Linked DNA regions of Neogale vison: region 1 is linked to region 2. The links are chromatin contacts, called in public Hi-C maps. All regions are on one chromosome and are shown on one strand. Each heading gives the region's core, a stretch centred on a gene start, on an enhancer-like site or on the middle of the called end of the contact. The rest is flanking DNA. Distances are from core to core; before and after follow the strand shown.

Region 1 (4,403 bases), core at 1,719-4,218, 280 kb after region 2:
TGGCTCAGTCCATTGAGCATCTGCCTTTGGCTCAGGTCATGATCCCAGGGTCGTGGGATGGAGCCCCACCTCAGGCTTCCAACTCAGTGGGGAGTCTGCTTCTCCCTCTCCTGCTCCCCCTCCTTGTGTGCTCTCCCTTTCTCTCTGTCAAATAAATAATAATCTTTTTTTTCCAATTTATTTATTTTCAGAAAAAACAGTATTCATTATGTTTTCACCACACCCAGTGCTCCATGCAAGCCGTGCCCTCTATAATACCCACCACCTGGTACCCCAACCTCCCACCCCCCCGCCACTTCAAATAATAATCTTAAATTTAAAAAAAAAAAATGTTGAGGTGAGGGGCTGGGGTGGGGGCAGTTTCTGCTAAAGCACCCCACTTCCCCAACACCACCCACCTCCAAAAGAGGCTGGTGGACCCTGCAGCCATGAAAACCCCAGAGCATTGAAGCCCAACACCTCCTGACCTGGTAGCGAAAGTACAGACTACACCATAAACTGCAGACAGAGAAACTCACTGGCTGCCGCAAGTGAGAACAGACCCAAGGTTGAAAACCACGGCCCGAAATATTTTCAGCCCCAGTCAGTAGGGACTTGCAATTTACCGGAAATTAGTAGATTTATAAAATGTTAGCCAGCTCAAGTTTCTTCTCTGGGAAGACAAGCAGAGAATCTCTAAGAACTGTCTCCGGGAAATGCTTTGTTCACTGCAAAGCCCCTGACACATGTCAGTTATTAATCCCAAGAGCTCACCACCCGCACTTCAACCTGTGCCTGTCAACAGAGCAAAAGGTTACCACAGGCTGCACTTGGAGCCCTCAATCCAGGGAGAGCTCAGCCCTCAGAAGAGGGGCCTGAACAGCCACAAGGTCTCGAGATAGGATCTTGGGCAAGTTACTGATACTTTCTAGCCACAGCAACCCAAATGGATGTGGGCGCCTGGGTCGTTAAGTCTATTAAGCGTCTCCCTTGGGCTCGGGTCATGATGTCAGGGTCCTAAGACGGAGCCCCTCATCCCCTGGCTCTCTGTGCAGTGGGGAGCCTGCTTCCACCACTCTCTCTGCTTGCCTCTCTGCCTACTTGTGATCTCTGTCAAATGAATAAATAAAATTTTAAAAGAACAACAATAAACCTCTGGGAGAGTCTTGTCAAATGATGAGCAAGCACACTCTGGTCCAGTGCCTGGTCTGTGGGAGCCCTGCTGACTGCTGCTATTACAGGGGGGCTTTGGGTTTTTAAGTCAGATCTCCCTTAATACTCTTTTGAGGCTAGAATTCTGAGCCTTGTCAGTCATTCTCTACCATCGGGTCCAGGACAGACTGTGTGTCTTGGAGATGCAAGAACCATTTAGCTCAAGGAGGTTCGGTACCAGCAGGGGCCCGTGAGGGAGGAGGTGGGGGAATCCCAGAGCTCTGAGATCAGGGCCCCATGAGGTAGCCCTTGTCCATCTCTTCAGACTTGGCCTTCTCGAAGGCCAGCACAGACCTCAATTCCAGCCACAGAGTGTAACTGGGTGTTCAGTGCCCACGCTCCTGCCAGGCATGACCTCCTCTAGGAGGCCTCCCCTGACCTTTCACACTGTCTGTCCCACAACCCCTGCTCTTCCCTGACTTCGTCACGGACCACACTGCGCTGTCGCTCATTTTTTGTCCTTACCTTCCCCGCAAAGCAGGAACGGGCACCATGCCCCACTCAATGGGCGCCCCAGCCAAGTCCGGTCAATGAATGAGCCGGGCCCCAAGCCCCGGGTGCCGTGAAGGGCCGTTAGTGCGGCAGGCTGCCTTTTATTTTTGAGATAAATTTGACAACACCCGCGGCGGATCCTTGCTCACGTTAACGCCATTTTAAAAGGGGAGAAAGGGTCCCCCCACCTCCCCCGCCGCTCCAGTCCCGCCGCCCACCACCCCGCTGGTCCCCGCCGAGGCGGACTAGAAACCGAAGGGCGGTTCCATGAAAGGGGCTCTCTGGGCGGTGGGCAGGCCCTCCCCGCCGCGGTCTCTATTGTGGCGGATCTCTCGATCGCACGACGTTACGCCCGCGGTGGGGGCAAAAGGCCACTCCCCGCCAGTCCCGCGGCGCGCTCCGCGCGAGGTGAGTGCGGCAGGGCCTGGGGGCGGCCACACCTCCCGCCCGGAACAAAGCGCCCGGCCGGGCCCCCTACCCTCCCCGGCGGCTGCACCACTCACCGCGCGCTCCAGCCCCGGCTCGGCTCCGGCCCTCAGGCCGCCTCCTCCATGCCCGCGCGGCGGAGGAGGCAGCGCCGCGCCCGGCCGGCCCCACTGCAGCGGGACTGGCGGCTCCCTGCCAGCCGGCCCTCTGGCCGCTCCGGCCCGTCTCCGCCCCGGCGCCTCCTTAAAGCGACCGCGCAGCCCGCGCGCACCCGGAGAGGCCGGCGCGCCGCGCATTCCTTATATTGCAACAACGCCTGCTAAAAATAGAGCTCCGCGGCTAGCGCCGGCGCTGGGGGCGGGGGGTGCGCCGCGACCCCGCCGCCCCCGCGCGCACCCGGGCTCCCCGGACGCGCGGCCCGCTCAGTCCCTGCCACACTGTCAGACTGCCCCGGGGCCGGCTCCGAGCGGGGTCCGCGCCGCCGCCTTCCCCGCGACCCCGCGCACTTACCCGGTCAGACCCTGGCTCCGCCGCGCTGGCTTTTAAAGTGAACGCGGCATGGGAAATCGCTCGGGCCTGTTTAAGAGCCTCTGGCCCCAATCTTGGAGTCTCCGCTCCGGCCCGGCCAACTTCTGAGACTACCGACGCCTCCCCAGTCCTTGACGATCCCGTGTCGCCACCTCAACGGCGTTCGCTTCGAATCCCGGGAGGGGTTTCTTCCCAGATCCTGAAGCAGCCTCCCTTCCCGATAGGCCTTCTCGGTGCACCATCCTTCGCGGTGCACCATTCCTGGGCCCCCAGTTCGTTCCGATGGATGTGACGGGCACAGGAGACACTCGTGCTCCATTTCATTGTTTCAGTTCTGCTAACTCCTCTCCATCGATGACATTTTTTCGTTTAAAAAATGGAAATATAATTCAGATACCATAAGACAAGACTTTGGAAGTGTACAATTACATGGTTTTTAGCCTATCAGCAAAGTTGCTGGACCATCACGGTAATTTCAGAACATTTTCATAGCCCACCCCCCTCCAAAATGCCTTACCCTTTTGCAGTCACTCCCCATTCCGCACCCCCCAGTCGCTGGAAACCACTCCTGTCCTTTCTGTCTCTATGAACTTGCCCATTCAGGACATTTCATATAAATGGAATGCTACCACATGCGGTGTTTTGTGAGCAGCTTCTTTCACTTCGAATTATGCATGCATTCATGTTGCAGCATGAAACAGCGCTTGTTCCTTTTTATGACCAAATAATATTCCAATGTATGTATACATTTTGTTTCTCCATTTCAGATGATGTTTGTTAGGCTGTTTGTATTTTTTGGCCGTTAAGAATACAGCTCCTGTGAGCATTCCTGTACAACCCCTTGTATGAACACGTTTTAACTTCTCTCGGTGATACACCTAGGAGTAGACCTGCAGTAGAAGCAGAATTGTGGGTCACGTGCTTAGCTATGTTTAACATTTTTTTTAAAGATTTTATTTATTTATTTGACAGACAGAGATCACAAGTAGGCAGAGAGGCAGGCAGAGAGAGGGGGGGAAGTAGGCTCCCTGCTGAGCAGAGAGCCTGATAAGGGGCTCAGTCCCAGGACCCAGAGGTCATGACCTGATCAGAAGGCAGAGGCTTAACCCACTGAGCCACCCAGGTGCCCCAGCTATGTTTAGCATTTTGAGGACCCCTCCTCCAACTGTTTTCCAGAGCAGCTGCAACCCATTCCCGCCAACCATGTCTGAGAGCACCAATGGCTCCACATCCTTGCTAACACTGTCTTTTTGATTACAGCCACTCTAGTGAGAGTGAAGTGATAGCTTATTATAATTTTGGCAATTGGTGTTATTTTTGAGGACTTTCTTGTGGGTGGACCTTGATGATAACTTGGAACCATTTTACACGTCCAGGTTACTCAACCCCTTGTCATTTTTTAAAAAGATTTTATTTATTTATTTGAGAGAGAGCGAGCTTGCGCATGAGCTGAGTAAGTGTAGAGAGAAGCAGACTCTCTGCTGAGCAGGGAGCCCTGCTATGGGGCTCCATCCCAGGACTCTGAGATCATGGCCTGAGCTGAAGGCAGACACTCAACTGACTGGGCCACCCAGGCGCCCCTCAACCCCTTGTCATTTTGAGAGCTTCACCTTCTACCCCACCCACCCCCACTGCTGCCCCAAGCCTAGGGGGAGCTTACTATTGAGTCCTTTCTGTCGTGCTGGGGCTTCCAATCCGATTTTTGGTTTTGTTTGGCCTCCCGGTACCCATGCAGCCATTTGGTGAGAGTTGTGTCCCCCCACTTC
Region 2 (4,396 bases), core at 1,290-3,789:
CTTTAAAAAAAAAAAAAAGAAAGAAAAATGAGAAATACCTGTCACACATCTTCAAGTTACAAACTGGATTTAATAAACACATGTCATACTCTAAATTCATTCACCATGTTAATAGTTATCAGTCACTTACGTGCCAGGCACTGAATTGGACACAAAGCTTAGTGAGAGGCCGTAGAAACCAAAAGATGATTATGACACAGCCATGGGACAGTCCTTGTAATGGGAAGAAGTAAATGACAGAATGGGCCCCCAGAGAAAGGATCCCAGCCCTACCAAATAGGTGGGAAGGCCAGAGAAGACTCTGGTTTAAAACTTGAGAGAAAGGAATTAATCCACTGTCATTTTTTTTAAGAAAGATTTTATTTATTTATTTGACAGACAGAGAGAGGCAGGCAGAGAGAGAAGAGGAAGCAGGCCCCCTGCTGAGCAGAGAGCCCGATGCGGGGCTCCATCCCAGAACCCTGGGATCATGACCTGAGCCGAAGGCAGAGGCTTTAAACCACTGAGCCATACAGGTGCCCCTCCACTGTCATTCTTAAACTCTTACACATATACTTAACTTTCAGGATCAAGTGACCAAATTGAAAAATGATTATTATAAAGAAAACTCCCTCTATTTTAGCACAAAATTTAAAAAATGTAAATGAAGGGGTGTCTGGGTGGCTCAGTCAGTGAAGCATCCAACTTTTTTTTTCCTAAGGCTTTTATTTTATTTATTTGACAGACAGACATCACAAGTAGGCAGAAAGGCAGGCAGAGAGGAAGGGAAGCAGGCTCCCTGCAGAGCAGAGAGCCCGATGTGGGGCTGGATCCCAGGATCCTGGGATCATGAACTGAGCCAAAGGCGGAGGCTTTAACGAACTGAGCCACCCAGGCATCCCAAGCATCCAACTCTTGATCTCAGCTCAGGCCTTGATCTCAGGGTTGTGAGTCCAAGTCCTGCTTTGGACTCCATGCTGGGCATGGAAACTACTTTAAAAATAAAAATAAAATGAATTTTAAAACAAAAATGTAAGTGGAAAGGATGGAAAAACAAATTCCATTTATTTCCACTGATGAGGATGATGTCACTCACTTGAAACTTTTTTACATGTCTTGGAAGAAAGCTTTTTGAGTAACTAGGCATCAGCATAATCTTTTAAAAATCTCTTCCCTAGCAGTTCAACGGTCAGTTTCAGAGTAAGACCTAATTATTAAGACGTTTCTACTCTTCATCGAAACCATCTTGGGTTTAACTTGGGTTTAACCATCCTGGGGGCTGTTACGGTCTGTCCAAGCTAAACCCAAGTCCGTTTTAAAAATTACTAAGATACTCATAGTTCCCATTTCAGCAAAAGCTCTAGGTAAGGCCAGCCACAAAGTCAGTCTTCAACAAATAGGTGTTGACTCTGTGCGTCCAGACCCATGGGAAGCATTGGGACCTCCAGCAAAGTGCGTCAGGAAGCTTCAGGAGCCAGGTGTCTCCAAAGGCTACCGGAGGTACAAGAACTGGTAACTTGGGCACCTGGGTAGCTCAGTGGGTCGGGCCGCTGCCTTCGGCTCAGGTCATGATCTCAGGGTCCTGGGATCGAGTCCTGAATCGGGCTCCCTGCTGAGCAGGGAGCCTGCTTCCCTTCCTCTCTCTCTGCCTGCCTCTCTGCCTACTTGTGATCTCTCTCTGTCAAATAAATAAGTAAAATCTTTAAAAAAAAAAAAAAAAAAAAAACAACCCGGTAACTTTTCTGAGGAGCATTTTTACCCCGTAAACCACAAGCCTTACAACAGAGCCACTCTAAACAAATCATGCTCAACACACCAGACATAACAGTGCTCAAGGAATTGCTTTCCGTATTGGCTACCCACTGCAAACCACGTTCACCAGCAGGGAGGGAATCCACCAAGTCAGTCGCAGTGCGGTCACTAAGACACTGCACGGCCAGCCTGGGCCAGGCCCTGCGGAGGGACGCTGCGCTCAACCTCGCGCACACGAGCGCAGCCCAGGGAGGCCCGAAGGTCGCACAAAAACACGTGAAGCCACGGGGAGCTGCGCGAGCCGCACGCTTAGGCAAAGGAGCCGAGTTACAGCACCTCACGACCTTGACTCCGCTGAGGCGTCCAGGAAAAAACGGCTGGAATAGTATTACCTTCAGGTCGCAGGGCCTGGCCAGGAAGGAGAGACCCGCAGGCTGCCCCCGCCCCCACAGTTCCCGCCTCCGCCTCCGCCCTGGGCCCGGCCGACAGAAAACTCCCGAACACCCCGGTGCCTCACCCTCCCGGCTCACGGTCCGCGTAGACACCGCCCACCGCTCGCGGCGCCCGCCGCCGCCCCGCCGCCGGGAGATGGCCGCCGCAGCCGCGCTGCAGCGGGGACGCCGGGGCTGGGCGCAGGGGCTTCTGGGGCCCGGCCCGGGGCCTCCCCACCTGCGCCGCGGGGCTTACCTGGTCGCCGGGCACCACGGCAGGTTCTGTACCACGGAGCGCGCGGGTTCCGGCCCCGCCACCCGGGCCGCGTGGCCTTGTTCCCCTCGCCGAGAACCGGGCGCCTCCTCCTCGGAAACTGAAAGCTCGGCCGCCGCCAGTTGCGAGCGCGCCGACTCTGTGGCGCTTCAGGTCCCCTGAGGTGCCCAGCGCTGGCCGCCACCGGCCTCCGAGTGCCGCGGACGCAACCCCCGCCCGCAGCCTCAGCGATGGGCTTGGCTCTCTCTGCAGGAGCCCTGCCTCACCCCAAACCCCAAACCTTAAGCCCTGGCTGGTGGGACCCGCTGATAGAAGGCGCGGGGCCGGACGCTGGGGTAAACTGGTGGCAAAAAGAGACCCTGTGTCTGCTCTGAAGCCACTGGGCAGGTAAATCTGATTATGGCATTCGCCCCTTGAAATCTTTTCTGGTTACTTCTGTAAAGACCCAAGCTCCTTAAAGCACGCGTGAGCCCCCTTGTAGTTCTCGAATGATGCAAGCTTTTTCTCTCCACGGGCCTCTGCAGATGCTCTTCCCTCTGCTGGGCGCTCCTCCCTGCCTCTTCCCTTAGTTATCCTCCACTTGGTTGTTGAGCTTGTTGCAGGACATACAATTTTTTAAGGAAAATTATCCAGGCCCTGAACCCTTGAATTCTCCTTAGCCCTTGTCAGGGTGTGCAGTTATTTCTGTAATTTTTGCTTAATGGGTAATTTAGTCGTGGACTGAGGTTCTTGAAGGGTGGCTGCTTGACTTTCACTCGTGTATCTCGCACATCTTCACAGTGCAGGCTCATAGTGGGCTCTGATAAATACTTGTTTAAGGAATGAATGTAGAGCCTGCCTGGGTAAGTTTCAGGTGGTTTTCATTTTCGCAACCAGCAGAGAGGGAGGAGAGTTGTTGAGTGGACCATTTGAGGAGGCCAGTGAGTGGCCCCGGGGACAATAATATACAGACATTTGACAGTATTCTGGTGAGGACTCTGATGGCCCAGAAGATTGGAGGGGCATGGAGGCATCCATGCTCTATTGTGTAATTTCTTCCTCTCGCTTGAGGTTTTAATATAAAGGATCGTTTTATCTTTAGGGTTGGTAGAGTTGAAGTCATTTCTAAATGCTGAGCAAGTATGTGAGAGAAGGGGAATAGAGACACAAAAAGAAACAACCTATTAATCAGCCTGCAAAGTAGTAATGACTGAATGCTTAAGCAAATTATGTCATACAGATTCTACTTTGTGAGCACGGATTTTTTGTTTGCAACCCTGTACTGAAGGCTTCTGGAAAACAAAGACTTTTCGTATTTGTATTTTCTTCTAAACCAGTGTCTTGAGCAGAGAGTTTTCAATAAATAATTGTTGAAAGAGTGAGGTAGTGGGGGAAGGGTAAAAGGCCCCAGAGTGGAAATTTCCAGTGATGGGATAAGGCTAGCTGAATGATATTTCTAATTACTTTTTTCTAGTCCTTATTTCTTCTAAGAAACATGCTGAGTTGTTTCTTAGTTGGGCTAGCATCAGGAAACCCTGGTTGGGGAGCAGCTCAGTGATACGTTTAATGAAGGATCATATTTTCTTGTAAAACTTCAGACGTCTGGATATCCTTTATAAGACCAGTAAGATGTCATTTATTGGATGCTTGCTATGTCCTTATATATTGTTGCCTGTATTTTTCACAACAGCCTAGTACTTACATTACAGAGGCCCAAAGCCCTTCAGAAGTTACAGGGCCAGCATGTAGAGCCAGACCTGTCATGTTAACAAGGCCTGTGATGACAAAATGGTTAAATGTGCTTGAAGAAGTATCTGGGCCCTTCCTTAGAGGCCTGGGAAGCTCCTTTGCCCACAGAGCACTGAGGTGCACTCATGTTTGCACCAAGAATAGTCAGTGCAATCTGATTCCTCAGGTGGCTTGTTTTGTGTCACTGTTTTCTCTTTGGTGTAATTCCTGGGATACCTGAATTGAGGAACAT

What was found. A called contact is a pair of places that touch in the nucleus more often than the background predicts.
Region 1: a contact with region 2 is called in a Hi-C map of muscle, with 4 times the contacts expected there. The contact joins the promoter of MRAS here to the promoter of CEP70 in region 2. A contact is called at or near these places in 2 of 3 Hi-C or Micro-C datasets (fibroblasts and muscle).

Annotation. Positions count from the first base shown.
Region 1 is chr6:125,790,555-125,794,957 of ASM_NN_V1, forward strand. It overlaps MRAS (ras-related protein M-Ras), which reads right to left and starts at 2,969. Exons shown (of 6, transcript XM_044252282.1): 1 at 2,620-2,969.
Region 2 is chr6:125,510,128-125,514,523 of ASM_NN_V1, forward strand. It overlaps CEP70 (centrosomal protein of 70 kDa), which reads left to right and starts at 2,540. Exons shown (of 15, transcript XM_044252272.1): 1 at 2,540-2,823. FAIM (fas apoptotic inhibitory molecule 1) reads right to left here and starts at 2,518. Exons shown (of 5, transcript XM_044252277.1): 1 at 2,419-2,518.